Regions from separate parts of the Sus scrofa genome. Here region 1 is linked to region 2. Evidence: chromatin contacts called from public Hi-C data. All regions are on one chromosome and are shown on one strand. The core of a region is the stretch at or near the end of the contact, and the rest is flanking DNA. Distances in the headings are between cores, read along the strand shown. Region 1 holds the start of RMND5B (required for meiotic nuclear division 5 homolog B (S. cerevisiae)). Region 2 holds the start of HNRNPAB (heterogeneous nuclear ribonucleoprotein A/B).

What was found. Hi-C and Micro-C count contacts between places; a contact is called where the count stands out from the background.
Region 1: a contact with region 2 is called in a Hi-C map of liver, with 7 times the contacts expected there. The contact joins the promoter of RMND5B here to the promoter of HNRNPAB in region 2. A contact is called at or near these places in 12 of 47 Hi-C or Micro-C datasets (alveolar macrophages, blood, embryonic fibroblasts and 6 more) and 1 of 2 datasets of contacts at active chromatin or transcription factors (alveolar macrophages).

The regions. Positions count from the first base shown.
Region 1 is chr2:80,244,441-80,248,938 of Sscrofa11.1, reverse strand. It overlaps RMND5B (required for meiotic nuclear division 5 homolog B (S. cerevisiae)), which reads left to right and starts at 1,875. Exons shown (of 11, transcript NM_001243800.1): 1 at 1,875-1,939; 2 at 2,116-2,235.
Region 2 is chr2:80,192,112-80,196,584 of Sscrofa11.1, reverse strand. HNRNPAB (heterogeneous nuclear ribonucleoprotein A/B) reads left to right here and starts at 2,659. Exons shown (of 7, transcript NM_001112695.1): 1 at 2,659-2,669; 2 at 2,763-3,029; 3 at 3,777-3,945. The coding sequence starts at 2,785.

The DNA.
Region 1 (4,498 bases), core at 626-3,125, 53 kb before region 2:
GGCCTGAGAATTTCCATATGCTGCCAGTGTGGCCATAAAATGGAAAAAACAAAACCCCCCAAAACCCCAAGTCACCCAATTCCAACAAGGAAATACTGACAAATCAGAAAACGTGCACCCTGAAAAGTAACCAAAGCACGATGTAAGAGGAGCCACATACTGGGGGAAAAATGACACAGAGGTGAAAAAGCCTGATGTGTGAGCTGGGCTTCTAAGTTCTGGTTCTCACCCGTTGTGGCTGAGAGGCAGGCCAGGGCTCTCCCAGAGGAAGTGGTGAAGCCTGAGGCGTTCGCGGAGGGTTGTGAGGTCCTGCTGGCTTGGACGCAGCCTCAGCAGTCTCAGCCTCGGACTCGTGGCCCCAGGCAAGATTCACTCAGCCTTCCGCCCCCACGACTCTAGCCTGGGCCAGGACCACCCAGGCTCACCGTGCAGAGCAGACCCGCCTCTCCAGGATGCTGCGACGCTCACGCGGGCTCCAGGAGGTGCTGTGCACCGCCCTCTTCATTGCGTGTTTCGTCAGGTTTTGGAGCCGCAGTTTCCTCATTCATAAGTGGAGGATACTGGTCACTTCAGACTATTTCTGCACACCTACTGTGTTCCAAGCACATATGTTGGAGAATGTTGGAGATATAACAGCGATGATTAGAAAGTCCTGGCCTGGATGGAGCTTTTATCCTAAAAGAGGGTGTGTGTGTGTGTGTGTGTGTGTGTAGGGGGGTGGGGTGTTAGGGGCAGGAAGAACAAGAATAAGCAAATATACGCTCAAGATAATTTAAAGTTAAATGTTATAAAGAAAACAGGACTGGATTGTGCAAGTGCTATAGAGAAAACAAACCAAGATTGTGCAAGCGTGTTTTATGGGAGTGGGGAGGAGGCGTGGAGGGTTAGAGGGTAAAATGCCCTGGAATGAATCTGGTCTAAAAGAGAGCAGGAAGTTATGGAAAATGAGACCGAGTCTTTTCTCTTGCGCTCTTTCTAGTCCAAGTCCCTTAAGTCTGAGGAGGAGGTGGGAAACTTCTCTGCCTTTTCCCTGCAGAGGAAGGGGACCTGGGAGGGGGAATTCAGTCTTGGCCTGCGTTTGGGATCACTGCTTCCTCTCTCCTCCTTCCCAATCCTTATTTCTCCCTCCTTAGGGCAATTGTGCAACCCGTCTCCCCCCCAACTCCAAAAGGAGGGCGACCGATGGAGGGCAGCAGAGCAGGGGGTCGGTCTCTCACAGTAGAATTTAATTCTGTTGAACGCCCAGAGTATTAAGTCCGGGCTTAGAGGAGCAGCAGGGATAGGGCAGAAAAGAGGAACTTTTCTTTTAAACATCATTTGATATTTCAAAAAGAGAATCAAGGCGCTGTCGCGGGAAAGCCTAACCGTTGGATCGCTTACAGGCATTGTGTTGTTCAGTACTGTCTTTAATTTATTTTTTTATATTTTATTTTTTCCTGCTGTACAGCATGGGGATCAAGTTACTCTTACATGTACACATTTTCCCCCCCACCCTTTGTTCTATTGCAATATGAGTATCTAGACATAGTTCTCAAATGTCTTTATTTTAAACGAAGTTGGAGGGCGGGGAGGGGGGGGAGGCACAGTCATTTCTGGTTTAAGACTTCTGAACGAGGCGCCGCAGTGCGCACACCCGCTGGCCAGCAAGTGGGTCGCTCGGATTCCTTCCCGCTGAAGGGAAGGTTCGGGGCTCTGCCGGCGGCCCCGAGGGCCCAGGGGAGCACCTGCGCAGCGTCCCGACTTCGGGAGGTGAGGCAGCCAGCTGCCGCGGGGATCCTGCGGGCGACTCCAACCTTGGCACGCGGGAGGGGGAGGCTTGGCCACCCCTCCTTGAAGCCGCGAGTGGGCGAGTCCGGAGCTGCGGAGCAACGGCCAGTAGCTTCCGGTTCCGATGGCAGCGGCTCGGCGCCGGAAGCCAGGGCCAAGGCTGCGGGACCAGGTGAGAGGCCGCGAGCTTCCGGGAGGGGAGGTGCGACTAGAGGGCAGGGCGCGCCGGGACCACGGACTCGGGCGCTGGGGGCCCGTGTTTCGCTAGACTCCCAGCCTCCGGGTCTTCTCTGAAGCCCCGCGAATAAGCCCCCCGACCAGTCCTCTTTGCCCTTGTTTTCTCCACAGACGTCGGCCCAGGCTGGGAGTTGGACCCTCACAAACTCAGAACCTTCGAGGAGCCACCCTTGCTGGGGGAGTCGCTCGAACTCAGACGTCCCAATCTAGTGCGACCCGGCGGGGTCGGAGGTAACCCGTTACGGACGTGGGAGCCAGGCAGGGCATTCGACTAAGGTCTTTTGAAGGATGAGTAGGAGTTTGCCAGCAATTTGCATGTTCACGCAGGTGAAACTCCCAGTGGTGGCTGACGTCCAGAAAAACGGTGGGCTTTTACCTCGCTCCAGTTTTGGTTAATGACAAAAAATGTGACAAAAAAAAAAAAAAAAAAAGGTGTGCAATGAGAATAAGGAACAGGGTGAATTGATAGAGCGACAGGTGTGGGGTGGGGCAGAGGGGGCAGCATTAGATACTGTGGTCTAGGAGAGCGTCTCTGGAGAAATGACGTTTGCGTTTGAGACTCTGATAAGGAACTAGCCACAGGAAGATCTGGGAGTAGAGTGTTCCAGGCAGAGGGAACAGCCAGTGCAAAAGCTCTGAGGTAGACATAAACTGATGTTCAAGAAATAGAAGGAAGGAGTTCCCGTCGTGGCGCAGTGGTTAACGAATCCGACTAGGAACCATGAGGTTGTGGGTTCGATCCCTGGCCTTGCTCAGTGGGTTAAGGATCCGGCGTTGCCATGAGCGATGGTGTGGGTCGAAGACGCAGCTCGGATCCCGCGTGGCTGTGGCTGGTGGCTACAGCTCCAATTAGACCCCTAGCCTGGGAACCTCCATATGCCACGGATGCGGCCCTAAAAAAGGCAAAAAGACAAAGAAAAGAAATGGAAGGAAGGCTAGTGTGGTTGGAATATGGCCATTGAGGGGGAGAATGGTAGGAGCAGAGAGAGAGATTTTGGGCATAAAAAGGGTGGTGGAGTTCCTTGGTGGCTCAGTGGTTTAAGGATCCAGTGTTGTCACTGGTGCAGATTCAATCCCTGGCCTGGGAACTTCTGCATGCCTTGGGCGTGGCCAAAAAAGAAAAAAAGAAGGGTTTTTATTCTAAGTACAGTGGGAATCTATTGGGTTTTAAACAGAGGAGTGATGTGTAGGGTGAAAATGGATAAAGGTGGGGGTGCAAAAGATGAAGGGTTGGGCCAGCAGAGGCTGTTCAGTTCAGTGTCAGACAACGGGGACCTTTCTGTAATGTGTGCACATTTCCCTTCTTCCTCCCTGGCACCAGAAAGGGCCCTCTTGTTTTAGGATACTGAACACTGGAGACAAAACCCATATGCCTGCCTTGGTGGGGATTTTAATATTTCTTCCTGCCTAACCCTGGCAGGTTTGAGCTCAGGCCCCCTAGTTAGGAAGTGGATGCACCCATTGTGGACCAGGGCACTGAAGGGAGAGAGGATGAGATTGGATTCCAGCCCTGAGCAGTCTAGTGTGGGGAGGTGGACGAGCGAGTAGGCATGCTGCAGTGCTGGGAACTCAGATGTGTGTGGAATGGACACCCTCAACAAAGGTTTTGTTTGTGAAGCAGAAGAGGAGGCAGGGAGATTCGTTGAGGAGCTGATGATAAAACTGCATCTTGTGTTCTCCGTGCAGGAAAGTGTTGAGGGCGCTCTGAACAGCTTGTGCGAAGGAAGTGAAAGTGCAGTTGCAAAGGGCTTGTATGTGGTGATGGGATCTGATGTGTTGTTTTGGAAGGGTCACCCTGGTAGGTGATTTCTGTCCAAGTGAAACCTTAGGGAGGTGGGCTTAGGACAGTGGAATTGAACTTCCCTGGATTAATCCTGAAGACAAACTCATACACTCCTCTATCCTTGTGCCTGGTGAAGATGACTGACTGATTAAGGCAGAATGCTTCACCTTGGACACTCTGAATTGGCCTCTTAATCTTTTCAGGTGAAATAACTGCAAGCAGTTCTGCTTTCCCATCTTGTTTATTTTATTTACAATTTTTTTTTATTGAGGTAATCACACTTCTCAGTTCACGATACATTTAACTGGTCCCTGCAGGGCCTTTTTCTCCTTTGCATTTATTTACTTATTCTCTTTTACCCGCATTCCTCCCTTCTCCCTGCACTGTAGCAAACCACTCTGATGTGTTCAGCATATATCCTTTTTTTTGCTTGTGTCCTTGGTTGTATGCATATATTTTTAATCTCTATAAATGGTATTCTGCCTGGGCTTCATTTTGTTTCTTTTTTTTCCCTTCAGTACTATGTTTTGGGATCTTTTTGATGTTGCTGTGAGTATATCTGGAACCTGATTTCTTTCCTTCTTTCTTTTTTTTTTTTTTTTTTTTGTCTTTTTTTGCTATTTCTTGGGCCGCTCCCATGGCATATGGAGGTTCCCAGGCTAGGGGTCAAATTGGAGCTGCAGCCACCGGCCTACGCCAGAGCCACAGCAA
Region 2 (4,473 bases), core at 1,410-3,909:
TTAATCTGATATGAGATCTAATTTATTTATTTATTTGTCTTTTTGCCATTTCTTGGGCCGCTCCTGCGGCATATGGAGGTTCCCAGGCTAGGGTCTAATTGGAGCTGTAGCTGCCAGCCTACACCAGAGCCACAGCAACGCGGGATCCGAGCCGCGTCTGCAACCTGCTCCACAGCTCTCAGCAACGCTGGATCCTTAACCCACTGAGCAAGGGCAGGGATCGAACCTGCAACCTCATGGTTCCCAGTCAGATTCGTTAACCACTGCGCCACGACGGGAACTCCTGAGATCTAATTTAGATCAAGGAACTCAGAGGCACAGAGCTCTCTTATCCTGTGGTAGTCAGGAGCCTTGGAACCAATGTGGATTTGGAAGTGCTGGTTTAGCTGTGTGATTTTCAGTGTTTTTGTGTAGAAACTATGGATAACTGCATACAAAGTTATTTCGAAGCTCCATTAATGCAGCGTTGGTGAAAACATTTTACAAACTGTGCAGATTTGGCATGTCATTGAAAGCATTCACCAAGTTGTGCTTTAGTTTGTGATAGGAACTTAGTAAATATTTGTCAGTTGGGTTCCCTCCATTGCAAGAGGCAGATGGAGCCCGAAATTCTGATCTGGAAAATGGTTTAGGTTTCCTACACTTCCCTTTGATGATTAAGTTAGTTTTAAGGAATCCATGTGGATAAGAGCAGGAGATTAAGGAGTTCCCTGGTGGCTCAGTGGGTTAAGCATCCAGCCTTGGCACTGCTGTGGCTTGGGTTACTGCTGTGGCACAGGTTTGATTCCTGGCCTAGGAACTTCCCTGTGCCTCACACAGCCAAAGAAATAAATAAAAAGCAGAATAGCCTTAAAAAAAAAAAAAAAAAAAAAAAGCAGGAGATTAAGTGGAAGTATGCCTATTTGACTTTGAACTTAATTGCTTGGATTTTCTTCATTGCTCGGGTGGCTGAGTCCATCATAGCCTGTGATCCAAACCCTGGCCCTTATTTCTGTGGGTGGGCAGAGGCTAGGTGGAGGTGGAGGGGAGGAAAGTTTGTTAGGGACTTCTCTGTAAGCCTTACCACCAGATATCAGTAACATGACCAAGGTTTTATGGAGATATATGAATTAGTTATGAAATTTAGGTGGGCTTTGGGATGAACCAGAGGAATTTGCTTATCTAGGGGTGGGTGCCCCAGTTCTAGGTGGTTGATATCTTGGGGGAAATGCAGTGTTGTGTGGCCAAATCCTCAGATTTTCTGAAAATTATTTTTTCCAAAGATAAAATCATCACATTTTACATTCTCAAGGCAACGCCACGGGCTGGATGGATTGCGGAGTGAGCCTCGGGCCAGGGCTCTGGGTTTGTTATCTCATTTATAAATTTGTAATGGTACCACCTTCCATACGGTTGTTAGGAGGTCAAAAGAGGAAATAAAACGCCCAGCCCACCACACTGGGCCTGGCAGCAGGACTCCAGTGGGAAACGTCAGCTACTAGTGTTCTGCTGTTATTTGGTAATCCCCAGGCTTTAGAGGTTTTAATCCTGGTTTATTTGGGGCCTGTCACCCATTTGATTAAAAGGAATCACGGGATAACGTAGGGCTTTCAAGCCCGGTGGTCAACTAGATCAATATTGAGGGGTTTTGTATATCAGAAAAAAGAACTATTTTTCCCTTCCCTCAAACTTCAAGATTTCACGGAAGCGGTTTACTTTTCTTAAAAATAGATTAGAGCAAAAATAAATGAATTAAATGAAAGATTTTAAGTAATCAAAAGTAAAAATGCGATACTAGTCGTGAAAGTGTTGCCAAGGGGATCCTCGTGGTCCCACGGTTTCTCCCGCCGGGACGTGGGGCGGAGCACTAATGGCTACAGACACCTAGCGGACTCCGCCCCCTCCCGGCTTCTAGCCTCCGGGGGAGGCGGCAGAAAGGGCCAGAGATCGTGGCTTTGAAGGCACCAAGGTCAAGGGAGCGGGCGGGCCCCGTCGCAATTTTTCAGAGCCATGCGGAGGGCCTTGGAGGACCGAATGCGCCTAATCTCGGAAGGCTGGATTCCGCCAATTCCAGCCGGGCAACCTTGGTTTCCGAGGCTTCCTCGAGACCAGTTTCCTCTTTTGGGAAATGGAGTGGCCGAGGCGGCCAACTTTGGGATTGGGTACCGGGGACGAGAGACTACGGCCTCAAAGGGCGGAGCGTCAGTCTCCGACCTCTCCGCCTCCGGGCTCGGGCTGCCCGCCCCTAGAGACAGGGCCGTCCGGCCAGCGGACCCCGAGATCCTTAGCAAGGCCTCGGCTCGCGCGGATTCTAAAATGAGGACAAAGCCCGCCCGAATCTAGCGTGCGCGCGGCGCCGCGGCCAACGGGACGCCGGCGCCGGGCTGAGTGACGAGCCGCCGAAGCCAATGAGCATGCGCCTTGTTGCGAGGTGGCCCCGGCTCCGGCATTATAAAGAGCGCCACGAGTCGGCATTGTCAGGCGGCGGCACCGCGCGGGCCCGGGCGAGATTATCCGTCTGAGGATTCTGTTCGGCGTCTCCGGTAGCCGAGGAGAAGGGCGCGCGATCGCGGAGGCTCCGTCGGTAGACGGGGGAGAGGCCCGGCAGCGCGAGTGTGAGCGCGGCCGAGCCCGCGGCGCCTTCTCGGCGGGTGAGGACAAGCGGGCCCCGCGGCGTCATCGGCGGCGAGGTGAGCGGCCGGGCCTGCGGGCGGCGGGCGGGAGTCCGGGCATGAGCCGTGCGGGCCTGACGCGCTGTGTCTGTATGTGGCCGCTTGTTGCAGGAGCCGCGTGCCTCGGCCTAACATGTCGGAAGCGGGTGAAGAGCAGCCCATGGAGACCACGGGCGCCACCGAGAACGGACACGAGGCCGCCCCCGAAGGCGAGTCGCCGGCCGGGACCGGCACCGGCACCGGCACCGGCACCGGCACCAGCACCAGCAGCGGCGCCGCAGCGGGCTCTGGAGGCGGGACCGCGGCGCCCCCGGCCGGCAACCAGAACGGCGCCGAGGGCGACCAGATCAACGCCAGCAAGAACGAAGAGGACGCGGGGTAGGTGCGGCCACGGGCCGACGGGGGCGCCGCCTTTGTTCCGGGGCCGCCTTTTGTTGGAGCCATGCGGCGGGGGGAGGGGCGGGCGGCCGGGGCCTGCTCGCGGCCCGCAAACCAGCAACTCCGCGCCGCCCGCCGCTGCGCGCGCGGGAGTTTGAGGGAGTTTGTTGGGTCGACTTTGGCGCCGCCCTGGGGCCGCTGGCGCGGGGCCGGGGCCGGGCGGCCCGGAAGGGGAGTGCGCTCGGACCCGGGGCCGGCGGGTCGCGGGCTGCCGGGGCTGCGTGGGCGGAGTTGGCGCGCGCCCTGGCCTCCCTCCTCCGCCTCCTGCCGAGGGCGGAGTCACAGCCTGAACGCGGACTCGGCCCGGAAGCCTTGAGTTCCTTGAGAGCCAGTGCTCGGAGGTGGTGGAGAGTGGCAGGGACTGTAGCGTTTTGATACGTGGTTGTTGGGTTGGGTTCCTTCCAGTTGTGGTGCTCAGGGTCTAGCTCTCTGGTCAGGTTGTGCTTCCTTCCCCCACCAGCCCTGGGGGGTGCGGAGTCGTTAGGGTCAAGATTGGGTTTTGAAGGGTAGCAGAGGTTTATTAACCTCCAGAGGTAGAACCTTTGCGGCCTCTTAGGGGTGGACCTTTGCTCAGGTTGGTGGTTTTATTTATAATTACGTCAGTGAAAGCTTTTCTAGGACCAATTCTTCTAAAATCACAGCTTTCTCATAAGGCTTGTTGCCGTGTGTCTTACCCCACCATTTCAGAAAAATGTTCGTTGGTGGCCTGAGCTGGGATACCAGCAAAAAGGACCTAAAGGATTATTTTACCAAATTTGGAGAGGTCGTTGACTGTACAATAAAAATGGATCCCAACACTGGCCGGTCAAGAGGGTTTGGGTTTATCCTCTTCAAAGATGCAGCCAGTGTGGAGAAGGTAAGTTGGGTATTGTATAATCAGGAGTCTCAGTGTATTCTAAGATTATGCCACCATTCTTAGTCTATGACTGGTTTATGTGTTCTGCACATGGTTGAATGCTTGGGGAAAAGGAAGTTTGGAAATTTATGAGTTTGTTATTTGAAGGGGTTAAAAGTAGAGATTAAGCAGAGGAGGGAGTATGGGCTAGAGTGGTCCAGGATGGTTATAGCGGACCATTTCTTATTTTGTGGCTATTCTGGACCCTGCAAATACTTCATTGTGAGGACTAGAAGAGAGTCCACAGTTGCTAGGAGATAGGCATTATTTTAGTCCCATTAAAAGACAAATCTAAATCTCAAGAAGTTTTAGGTAGAAGAGATCACAAAGCTTATTAACAAGAGTGTGAGGATTCTAGCTCTGGCAGCCCAGCTCCGGCATATGGAAGTTCCCAGGCTAGGGGTTGAATTGTAGCCAGCAGCCACAGCAGCGCTGGATCCCCAGCCCACTGAGCGAGGCTAGGCATCAAACCTGCATTCTCATACAATA